Regions from separate parts of the Gossypium hirsutum genome. Here all the other regions are linked to region 2. The links are chromatin contacts, called in public Hi-C maps. All regions are on one chromosome and are shown on one strand. Each heading gives the region's core, a stretch centred on a gene start, on an enhancer-like site or on the middle of the called end of the contact. The rest is flanking DNA. Distances are from core to core; before and after follow the strand shown.

Region 1 (4,157 bases), core at 197-2,696, 180 kb after region 2:
AATCGATATCCTACAAGACTACGATATTACCAAGAAGCTTGAGCATGCATATAAATCAATGCAATATGATCCAACTTCAATTTCAGCTGTTGATCCAAAGCAATACTCAAAACGCTTTCGGGATTTCATTTTCAAAATTTTCGTAGAGGACACATGAAAACATATATTTGACAAAGATCTTCAACTTAGGACCAATGCCCCTCCGTGTACATTTGATCATAATCCGGAGATGCGAGCGCCTAGAAGCTTAAAAAGTTATCGTTCTGATCAACCGTGGAGGATGATTTAAGACCACACTGGACACACCTTTGTAACTCAGGATTAGGTTATCACCCTCACTTCATCTCCATTATTTTTTACAGTTGCAGATAATATATATACATATATATATGATATGTTATAGTGAAAGGTTTAGGTTAACATTGTTAAAACCACAGTTACTAAAGCTTGATTGAAATGTAAATGAATTGGCCAAAATTGGCGAAAGCATACATTGAGATTGCATTCTTATTTGAACTGAAAATTGTCTACTTCAATGGCTGAAGAGTCTCTGGGTTCAGCTTCAAAGAATAATGTACAGAAAGAGATTGAAAAAAGGAAAGGAGAAGAAAAAAAGGCTTTTAGTTTGCTTATATGGAAAATGAAAATATTTTGTTTCTATTCAATATTTTTTATATCTGTTCATGTTGATAGAAGCATTATTCTTTTGTACTTAAAAAAAAAAGGTCATTTGACAAGGATTGTAGTTGAAAATAATCCTTTTTAGAGAGTTATCAAGTTAATGATTAGTGTCACTGTCATATAAATCTTGATACTTCTGTATTCATATATATATATATATGTAATATTTGTGTTAAATAAATTAATTAAAAAAGTGATAAATATTTGCTCTTAAAAATCAAATTTATTCCGTAACATATTAAAAAATATAAATATGTCAAAATAAAAAATGAATGTAAGGTTGAGAGATATACAAGTTACGTTTGGGTTATGAAATTTTTTTTACAGGGTTGTATGAAATTATAATTCCACATCATCTTTATCCCTTTTAAATAAGAGAATGATAAATCAGATTTTTATTATAAAATCATAATTTTATACAATCTTCTCTTAAATCAATCATTAAATAATATTATATTTATTTTTTGGTGAATAAGACATCAGGTAGTTAAGAGTTTTTTTCTTAATTAGATTAGAACTAAAATCTAAAAATTAATATTTAATTAACATCGAACTAAGTATCAAACCTTAAAATTCAAGTAAAACTTCAAACTTTTCCCTATATAGATTTGATTCGATTCACTTACACCCTAACTTAATAACTTTGATCCGCAAGCTAGGTTAAATTGATGCTGTGTAAGGTCGGACCCATCCGTTGTACTAATCACAGCAATTACATTGCATGGTAACATTAGCATCTCTCCCCTCTCCCTTCTTATTTGCCACCTCAGATTAGATAAGAAAAAACGCACGCACGCACTCCCATATGTTTTTAGACTTTTGTTGCTTTGTGATTATTTTTTTGTGGCCATTTTATTTTATTTTATTTTAATGTTGTAGAAGGTAAATTGTTGAATTTTAAAGAAACAGATCCACCAAAAATCAGCTAAAATTTAGACCAAAAAGAATGAGTTCGTCAAGGAGTGTAAGGAAGTTGGAAGTGGTATCACCAGTGCCGGCAGACATAGATATTGCAAACTCAGTTGAACCATTTCATATTTCTGAGATTGCTAAGGACCTTAACCTCAGTCCCAACCATTATGATCTTTATGGCAAATACAAAGCCAAGGTTTTTTTTCCTTTTCACTTCCTTTCTTTTTTTATTTTTGGTTATTGGATTTTGATTTATTTGTTTTCTTTAATGATCGATTTAATCGTTTGATGTTTGGATTTCGATACTGAAAAAAAGCTGTTAAAAAAGTAGAAAATTGAATAGTAAGATCAGCAAAATCTGTCTTTTTCTATGTTTTCTTCTGGGCATTGCCTCATCTGCCAAAGGGGAAACTTTTCTCTTCCATTGTTGAATTCCTTGAAATCCCAGATTTGAGATATGTTGTTTTGTTTCAAAGATTTTTTTTTCTGGCGTTAAATTCTTAGCTTCTTGGTTTTTGACTTAGTAGAGATGGAAGTGTGTTGAATGGATATTCAAGCGGTGAAAAAGTACTAGAGAAAGCCATTTTTCTGATATGCTTTTTCCTTGTTTATATTGGCCGCTCAGTTCAGATTTGAATTTGAATTTCTTGGTTGATTTGGTCTATAGGTGTTGTTATCTGTACTCGACGAGCTTGAATCCTCCGACAATGGATACTATGTCGTGGTTGGAGGGATCACTCCAACTCCTCTTGGAGAAGGCAAGTCCACTACTACAGTTGGTTTGTGTCAAGCTTTGGGTGCTTATCTTGATAGAAAGGTATTCATTTTCATTTTTAGATATACTGAAATTATTCTACATAGGCAAATACTAAATAATATCGTGTTGCTTTGGCGCTTGCCGTGATACAGGCACAGGGTATTTCATTTTACTTATGGAGGGTTTTCTATTTTGTTCTTGACTTCTTTTTTTTTTTGAATTTTAGAATTTCTTATTTTGTTAAACGTAGCTCTGAATACTGGCAGGAATGTTTTGATAAAAGAAATATATTTTAGGGTCGCTTGATACTGGCAGACCAATGGAGTTTCATGATTCCTGATGCTTTGAAATTGCTTATTTATAAATTAGTCTGTTAAGCAATTTCAATGATTGAAGCTACGAGCTGTCCGTATGATTGGAAATGTCTTTTTCAATCTCCTCATATATAAATTTAATGTTAAAAGATTTCAAATCCGAGAATTATTGCATTATTTCGACTTTTTAACTATTCCTGATCTACGATGATAGTTGAGCTATGTAGTGAAATATTCATTTACAAGTCTACATAGTCAACTTACTAGATGAAAGTTTGGTTTTTTATGGTTTCCTATTCTCCTTTTGCAAGTTATTGTCAAGGGATTACAACTCTTCACTAGTTTGACATGGATATGGAAGTTTCAGATTTGACAATCTAATGTTTTAACTACTTTAACTGTCTTGATACTATATGTCGCTCTCTAATGTTAGGTCGTTACGTGTCTTCGCCAACCATCACAAGGACCAACTTTTGGAATAAAAGGGGGTGCAGCTGGTGGAGGCTACAGTCAGGTAATCCCGATGGATGAGTTCAATCTTCATCTAACAGGCGATATTCATGCAATAACGGCTGCAAACAATCTACTTGCTGCTGCCATTGATACTAGGATCTTTCATGAGTCTACCCAATCAGACAAGGCTCTTTTTAATCGTTTATGTCCACCAAATAAAGAAGGAAAAAGGAAATTCAGTGATATCATGTTTAGACGATTAAAGAAACTTGGTATCACCAAAACTCAACCTGAGGACCTTACACCTGAAGAAGTTAAGAAATTTGCTAGGCTTGATATTGACCCGAATTCTATTACATGGAGAAGAGTGATGGATGTTAATGATCGGTTCTTGAGGAAAATCACCGTTGGCCAGGGCCCGGAAGAGAAAGGGATGGTGAGGGAAACTGGATTTGATATTTCAGTTGCTAGTGAAATAATGGCAGTTTTAGCCCTGACTACGTCTCTTGCTGATATGAGAGAGAGGCTAGGAAAAATGGTGATTGGAAATAGCAAGGCTGGTGAACCTATAACTGCTGATGATCTTGGTGTTGGAGGTGCTTTAACAGTTCTCATGAAGGATGCCATTAACCCTACTCTGATGCAGACCCTCGAGGGAACCCCTGTTCTTGTTCATGCTGGTCCATTTGCAAACATTGCTCATGGTAATTCATCTATTGTGGCTGATAAGATTGCACTGAAGCTGGTTGGACCACAAGGGTTTGTGGTCACGGAAGCAGGTTTTGGTGCTGATATTGGAACAGAAAAGTTCATGAATATCAAGTGTAGATACAGTGATCTAAGACCTCAGTGTGCTGTTATTGTGGCAACAATAAGGGCCTTGAAAATGCATGGTGGTGGCCCGGAAGTTGTTGCAGGGAAGCCTCTCGACCATGCCTACCTAAATGAGAATGTTCCGTTGGTTGAAGCTGGTTGTGTGAATTTGGCTAGGCATATTATAAACACAAAGGCCTATGGTGTGAATGTTGTTGTTGCTGTGA
Region 2 (3,937 bases), core at 330-2,829:
AAATTACAAATACCTTATCCAAGGGCATAGGCAGATATAGTTCCACCATAAAACTCTGGACAACTTTCACTGTCATAGTCGCATAGATTAAGCTGTTTGATCAACCAATAGCAAAGACGAGCTACGAAAATTTTTCTCCAAGACCATTCATAACTGTTCATAGTTCCTCTCTTTCACTTTTCTTCCCCCTTTTTTTTTTTTCCTTCATATTGTTGGAGAAACCAATAAAAACTCTTTAAACGATAATATAAATGCTTGCCTACAGACAAAATAACAGTTCCCTTCTTCCTCATGTAGTTTTTGAGAAATCAATGGGACTCTTTAAAACACCATTTTAAAGTTAAAAAAGACTGCCACTCATATACAGATAGAAAATGGAACATAAAAAAACATAAACACCAAAAAAGTAAAATATATCCACTTTCCATGTTCGTGCTGAGAAAGTAATAAACCATTTAAACCTCAATGGACCATTCATATAAACAGAAGGCAATAAGTACCTGTTTTCCACCTTAATCCAGAAAATGTGAAAAAGCAATTCAAGGCTTGAAAATTACATAAATGTAAACAGAAACGGATGGGCATCACACACACACAAACACTCATATATATGTATTTATATATAAATCATTTGCTATTTTCATGTAAGTAATTTACTTGACAAGGCATTTCAACTGTAAAATACACTATTCATAATTTCATATACCAACATAATCAATGTATAGATACTATATACAGCCAAAAAGAAACATACCCATTTGCCAACTCCATCCTAGGATGGCTATCTAAACCATTCAGAACTTGAAATAAAACATAATATTTTCCATAAAAAAGAAGCAAAAAAACATTTTTACCTTAAAATGCATCATTCATAAGCACCAGATACAAAGTAAGAAACAAATTATTTTTCTATCTTGATCCTAATAATGTAATAAACCACTCAAACTATAAATACTACACCATTCAAGCAGATAAAAACAACCGTAATTTAATTAATGAAAATTCCGAAAAACTGACATGAACTTATGTTTTCCAAATCTAACTTACATTAAAAATGTATAGAAATAATTAGAATAAAAACATACCCAGCGACAAGCCGATAGCCGTTCTCGTACCTTTGCTGAAGCCGACCTGTACGGGCCACTAAATCCGACATAATATTATGAAAAATCTCAAAAAAAAAGAAGAAGAGGAAAATCCTCAAAAATATCAAATTCTCCAAACTTCAACAAAGGCAATCTTTCTTATTCAGACGCCTCGTTGGATTGATGTTTTTTGGATTTACAAAAATGCTCATGCTTGTACCAGGTTCATCCATTGCTGTTAGCACTGGATTTAACAGTGACGATCAGTGCCACGAAACATCAGCCAGTGGCTGCGATTTTCTCGTATTTTTTAATTTTAATTTTGATTTTTTTTCCTTTTTTTGAGGTGTAATTGTGATAATCATGAAAAAGAAACTCTTAGCCTTGGGAAAAAGGAGAGACAAGAAGGCCGCCCGAGGTGAAGCGCTAAGAACGGATCAGACGATTGGCGATCAAACTCACGTGAGTGAGATAGTCACAAGTGCACCTCCGGGCTACCCGCCCCGTCCGAAATTCGGAGGATCTGAAAAATATTTTTTAAAATTTAAATTTAATTATAAAAAGATATAAAATACCAATTAAAAAAATATTTTTTAATGATAAAATGAATTTTTTGGACGAGTCGGATCAACATAAAAACAAGTTTGGATTTAATTTTTTTTACAATTTATAATTACATTTCAATTGGAAAATAAATAAATTTATATAAGATGGACTTGAATAAATTCTAAGTGTAATTAGATTAATAAAAATCTTAAAAGAAAAGTGAGGTTGAGAAAACACCATACTCTAACTAAGTGATTTAGGTTTTAAAAAATAATTTAAACATTAAACCACTTATGGCGTAAGAGAGAGTGCGAAAGTGACACTTGTGGAGCTCCTCTTTTTCATTTTAAATTACTTTTAGTTTTTATTTAATTTTTACTCTTTTTAATTTTTAAATTTATTTTATTTATCAAATCACTTCAAAATGAATAAAAAATTAATATACATGGAAAAGTTAAATAAATATTATGTCCTAAAATATAGTCATTTATTATGAAAAAAGTAAATAAAGATTATCTATGAGGTATGTGGTAATTGTTCATTTCATTCCTTAATTATGAGGTTGTGACTTCAATTTTTACCTATAAGAATGGAGTACATTATATGATCCGCCGTTTATCTCTTTAAAGAACACCGATTTTACATTAAGTATTAAATGTCGTAACCATTTTTTTTTAGAAAAACGGGTATCAACTTGGAGAAAAACGAGAATGGGAGTCGCCACCAATCTTTTTAGGTGTGATTGGATCACCTTGTAAAAGTGGTTGTTTTTAATAAATGGTTTGATTTATTTAAACAATAATTTTGGTCCACGTAAATCAAGAAAATAGGTTCGGGAGTCGGTTACGCACAAAGAAGGATTAGCACCCTCGTAACGCCCAAAAATTGGTACCTAGTTGATTAATTAGTGTCTTAGTGTCGAAAATTAAAAATTTGAAAGACTTTGAAATACGACCCCTCTTTAAAAAATGCTCAAATGTTAAAGACCTTCTCGTCTCAAAATATAAAATGTCATATCCAGTAAGTTAGGACACGACATCTTGAATTTTCGAGAGTGAGCTCGCCTCTTAAAGTTTGCGTATTTTAACTTATTAAAAGCGTATTCGTTTGTTTAGAGTAAACGAGAGAAATTGAAACCCAGTGAGTTAGGGCACGTTTTCTCGAATTCTCAAACACCGAATATTGCCTTTATTTTCGAAGAATCTTATTTCGAGGTAACAAAATGTTATACCCGGTAAGTTAGGGCACAACACCTCGTATCTCCAAGAATAAACATTTTTCAAAACTCGTATCGCGATTTAAAAGAGTATTCCGTTATTTAGGTTAAAGGAGAAAAATCGAAACCCAGTAAGTTAGGGCACGATTGTCTCGAATTACCAAATAAGGAATATTACTTTTATGAAAGAAATTTTATTGGGTTGGATAAAACCTAAATTCGTAATGAAACGAGATAATAAAGAATACATAACAGATAAAAATTGATGGGCATAACAAAATAAACATAAACGCGAATGCGAATGATAACAATAAAAACAAAGGTAAAATATGTGCATCAAACGAATAAGAAAATGAAAAAATAAATGAGCTAAAAATATACGAAATTAAAAGAACTAGTGGTAAATGAATAAACATTATGCAAAACTATTTAAGAAGTGATAGTAATAATAATATTAATGGTAATAATGCAAGGAATAAAATCTTTTAAGTTTGAAATGATGTGGAAGATACATAAATGAATAATATGCAATAAATAAGGAATAAAAATGAGATAATTTAAAGAGTAATAGGTAAAGATAATACACTGATATAATAGTGATAATAATAACATAGTAATAATAGTATTGATAGTAATAAAAATAATATATTAAATAATAGTAATAAAATAGTGCTAATAGTCATAATAGTGATAATAATAATAGCATGATAAACATAAGAATAATAATGATGTTAATACCTAAACATAAATATAGATATAATACCTAAAATATAGTAGTGATGAAAATATAAATACATAAGAAATATAGACAGATGAATGATAGGAAAATAAACATAGAAAATAATAATAATCATAATACAATAGTAATAGTAATCACAAAAATAATGATAATAATAATAATAATATTAAAGTAAAGTAAATAATAATACTATATATAAATATATATATACATATGTAATAGAAATACACACGATATAATAATAATAATAATAATAATAATAAAAACAATAATACATATATATATGTAAAAAAATAATAGTAGTAAGAAATAAAAAATAATAGAAGTAACAATAATGATAGTAATAATATA
Region 3 (3,964 bases), core at 123-2,622, 150 kb after region 2:
ATCAATAAGCCCGAGTTTTACTTCAACGCGTTTCAGCCTCCGGCAAAGTTCGATAGCGATGGCAACCTTATTGATGGGACATCCAAGGAGAAAATGAAACAAGTTCTTGTTGCCTTGCAAGCATTTACCCTACGACTCCAACTTAAAACCTGAGTAAACAAATCACTCTTTCTTTTCTCAATTCTTCTATTGTTACTGTGATGAATTGCAATTTCCTGTAATTTTGGGAGTTTGTTTTTCTTTGAAATACTGCAATTTGAAACTTGTAATCTTATGTACTAATAATAACAAATGCTATTTTGACAGAGGAAAAAACTATATATTCCATTTAATGAGGTCTTTGAGTACTTAGAAGATTTTGACGATTTTCTATTTTCCATAAGGCTAAATTTGGCGACCTCGTCGGTGGTTTGATGTGATCGATAGTGGTATAACAACATTTGAATTTCGACATTTAATTCAAGTAATAACTGAAAGTATTTATATTCGATCTTTTCTGCTACTTTTTATTATAAACTATTATTTATGCTTGCATTTGATACATATTTGAATATATATTATTCAATATAATATTTGAATATATTTAAAAAGTACATATCCTAAAAATATATTGGTCGCTTATATATATTGGTTTGTTGGTTAATCAAAATACATAATACACCAATTTCTTTTAAAAAATTATGTTAGTAATAAATGCAATGAATTATATTTTATTTAGATTTCTTTTCAGAAAAATATAATCATTTAGTTATATAAAATACTTTATTAAATTGGATAATTTAGTTTGTTCGATTACATAAACTGATAAAAGATCAAATTAACCTATTTTAATCGACTTGGGTAAATAAATTTTCTTTTTCATCATTTAATTAAATAAAACTATAATTTCATCATTAGATTATTTAAAAATTTTCATTTAAGTCATTAGACTTTTAAACTTGATGCTATATGACTTTCTCAACTTACATCAATCTATGAACCAAAATTTAAATTGCAACTTTTTCTTTTCTATATTTGTCATTGACTTTTAGAGTGACTTGGATTGAAGGTATGTTCTTCTATTTTTAAACTTGAGCTCGATTAAGCTTGTTTATCAAGTTTGTACTCGAGTTCAACTCAAAAATAAACTTAAGGTTAAGAATATATATATTGAAGGCAATAATGTAATTTAATAATATAAAAATATGTAAAATTCGATAAAACTCACAAATTATTCGAGTCAAGTATTACTAAGTTTAAATTTAGCTCGATCGATAGCTTGAATTGCTCAAATTCAACTTGATAGTTACCAAATAGAATTCAAATTTTTTAAATTAAACTGGAGTAGTTGTGAACACTTATACAAATTAATGCCCATTGCGGTTGGCAGGCTGAAAGCTACTTGACTTCCTCACTTCTAGAACAAAAACCACTTTATTGATTATTCTAATCCAGCAGTCCAAATCTGACCATTCTTGTTCAAATATTGAAATCACACGTTTCACTAACCCTATCCTAGTGAATGAATCGCATCCCAAACCATTTCATCAATTTCCTCTCCTAAGTCTCACTCTTCCACTCTCATAATTACTTTACCCAGAGGGAGACGAGAGGACTGTAAGATATTAGAGAGCAATGGAAGCTGTTGTAGCATCCAAACCAATGACTAAAGTTGCTGCCATTTGTGGGTCTTTAAGGAAAGCCTCTAACAACAGAGGCTTAATTCGAACTGGTATATATTTTGTCAGTTTGGGTTTTGGATTTTGATTTTCTGGGAAATATTGATTTGTTTAATTTGTTTTTTTTTCCAGCTTTGGAGCTTACCAAAGAGTCCATAGATGGCATTGAGATGGAATACGTAGACATTTCACCACTTCCAATGCTCAACACAGATTTGGTAGTTGATGGCAAGTTACCCCCTGCGGTTGAGGCTTTCAGGCAGAAGATTTTACTGTCTGATAGCATCCTTTTTGCTTCCCCTGAATACAACTATTCCCTTACTGGTATCGTCATTCCCTTCCCCCAATGCTTTTCTCCTTTTAATTTTACTCTATTTCTATGGAACACTTTCTTTGATGTTCACGTGATTATGAATTTGGAGAAAGGATCTTTTTCCAATAGTTTAATCCATCAACATTTACATATTTGAATTTCAACATTTTCATCCTGTAGCATTGAACTATTAGAAAGAGATAATATCTCTGTTTCATACAATCTTTTCCTGTGAATTTTGTACTTTGGAAACTGTAGACAGTTTATTAGGATGTCTCATTTTTGGATTCCTTTTAAATATCAAAACAGTGCATTTCATGTTACCTCATTATATGCACCATTCCAGGACCTCTGAAGAATGCACTTGACTGGGGTTCACTATCACCCAATGTATGGGCAGATAAAGCGGCTGCCATCGTAAGCGCCGGAGGTGGCTTTGGTGGTGCACGATCACACTATCATCTTCGTCAAGTGGGGGTTTTCCTTGATCTTCATTTCATCAATAAGCCCGAGTTTCACTTGAACGCGTTTGAGCCTCCTGCAAAGTTCGATAGCGATGGCAACCTTATTGATGAGGCATCCAAGGAGAAAATGAAACAAGTTCTTGTTGCCTTGCAAGCATTTACCCTGCGACTCCAACCAAAAAACTGAGTAAACAAATCACTCGTTCTTTTCTCAATTCTTCCATTGCTGCTGTGATGAATTACAATTTGCGGTAATTTTGGGATTTTTTTTTTTGTTTTGTTTGAAATGCTGCAATTTGAAACTTGTAATTTTATGTACTAATAATAACAAATGCTACTTCGACAGAGGAAAAAAAAACTATACGCATTTCACTGTCAACTGCCTTGTAAGCGGGCATACCCTAAATTTATGATACTTCAATTTTTTTTTTCAAATATTAGTGTTTGATATATGAGAAATTATTTTATGGATCTTTTTCCACTACATTATCCATAGTCTCTTTTCAATTATTTAATAATATTTCAATTTTTTTATATAATTGTTACATAATTTTGATAATTTTTTTACCTTGAACTTTTAACCTAGTACCCTGAACCCTGTACCTTGAACCTCGAATTTGAATCCGATTCGAGTTTAGGGTTCAAGGATCATTATTCGAGTTTAGGTTTAGGGTTCAATATTTAAGGATTGAGGTTTATGTTTAGGGTTTAGGGTTTGAGTTTGATGCTTAAGATTTAAGGTTTTGAGTTTAAGGTTTGGTGTTTGGGTTCGAGTCCAAGTTTGGGGTGTAAGTTTCATGATTTGAGTTTGAGTTTAGGGTTTGAGATTTTTGGTTTTGGGTTCTGGCGTGTTCATAAGGAACCTTTCCAATTATTTAATGACATTTCAATAATTCTTTCCATGTTATTGATACATAATATTTTGTTTAATATTTATTTCAACTGAGAAAGAGATTATGAGTAACATGAGTAGCTAAAGGAGGGAGATTAAGAAGTGGATGGGGACGTGATTAACAAAGGATTAAGGGTTTCCCGATAAGATTAGTTCGTTTAAATTACGCGTTTTTAAACCTTAGGCTTTACAACCTTAAGAAGTAATCATAGGTTAAATAAGATTGGGAGATGAGTTTTTCCGAGTAAATCGTAATTTATCTTGGTTGAGAAAGTGAGATCGGGAGATAAATCGGTATCAACAAAATAATTAATTAGTTAGAGGTCGGGAGGTAATAATTGGTTAGTTAATAGCTAATTCACCCTAAAGCTTTAATTCGAAGTTAATTAAAACCGCTGAAACGAGTTAATCTTCCTGATTGGTTTTATTAGTTTAGTCGTTTGTTTATTGTATTGCTTATTTATTTTAGTTATTTAATTTGTAATATTCAACCATTTTATGATTTATCGTAATATAAAATTCAATTACTTTTAGACTTATTATTGTAAAGAGATTTTCTATAGATTTTAATCTATCCTCCCTTGGATACAATCTTAAAAATAATTCCATGTGTTCCATTGTAATACAAATAATATAT

Evidence for each region. A called contact is a pair of places that touch in the nucleus more often than the background predicts.
Region 1: a Hi-C map of leaf shows a contact between it and region 2, with 4 times the contacts expected there. The contact joins the promoter of LOC107939256 here to the promoter of LOC107897024 in region 2. A contact is called at or near these places in 3 of 34 Hi-C or Micro-C datasets (hypocotyl and leaf).
Region 3: a contact with region 2 is called in a Hi-C map of leaf, with 2.5 times the contacts expected there. The contact joins the promoter of LOC121229703 here to the promoter of LOC107897024 in region 2. A contact is called at or near these places in 2 of 34 Hi-C or Micro-C datasets (both in leaf).

The regions. Positions count from the first base shown.
Region 1 is chrA05:109,070,301-109,074,457 of Gossypium_hirsutum_v2.1, forward strand. LOC107939256 (formate--tetrahydrofolate ligase) reads left to right here and starts at 1,447. Exons shown (of 4, transcript XM_041114543.1): 1 at 1,447-1,789; 2 at 2,261-2,410. The coding sequence starts at 1,628. It also overlaps the pseudogene LOC107939248.
Region 2 is chrA05:108,889,111-108,893,047 of Gossypium_hirsutum_v2.1, forward strand. It overlaps LOC107897024 (nudix hydrolase 16, mitochondrial), which reads right to left and starts at 1,580. Exons shown (of 5, transcript XM_041114537.1): 1 at 1,086-1,580. The coding sequence starts at 1,156.
Region 3 is chrA05:109,042,623-109,046,586 of Gossypium_hirsutum_v2.1, forward strand. LOC121229703 (NADPH:quinone oxidoreductase) reads left to right here and starts at 1,373. Exons shown (of 3, transcript XM_041114542.1): 1 at 1,373-1,711; 2 at 1,791-1,982; 3 at 2,318-2,919. The coding sequence starts at 1,615. The coding sequence ends at 2,622.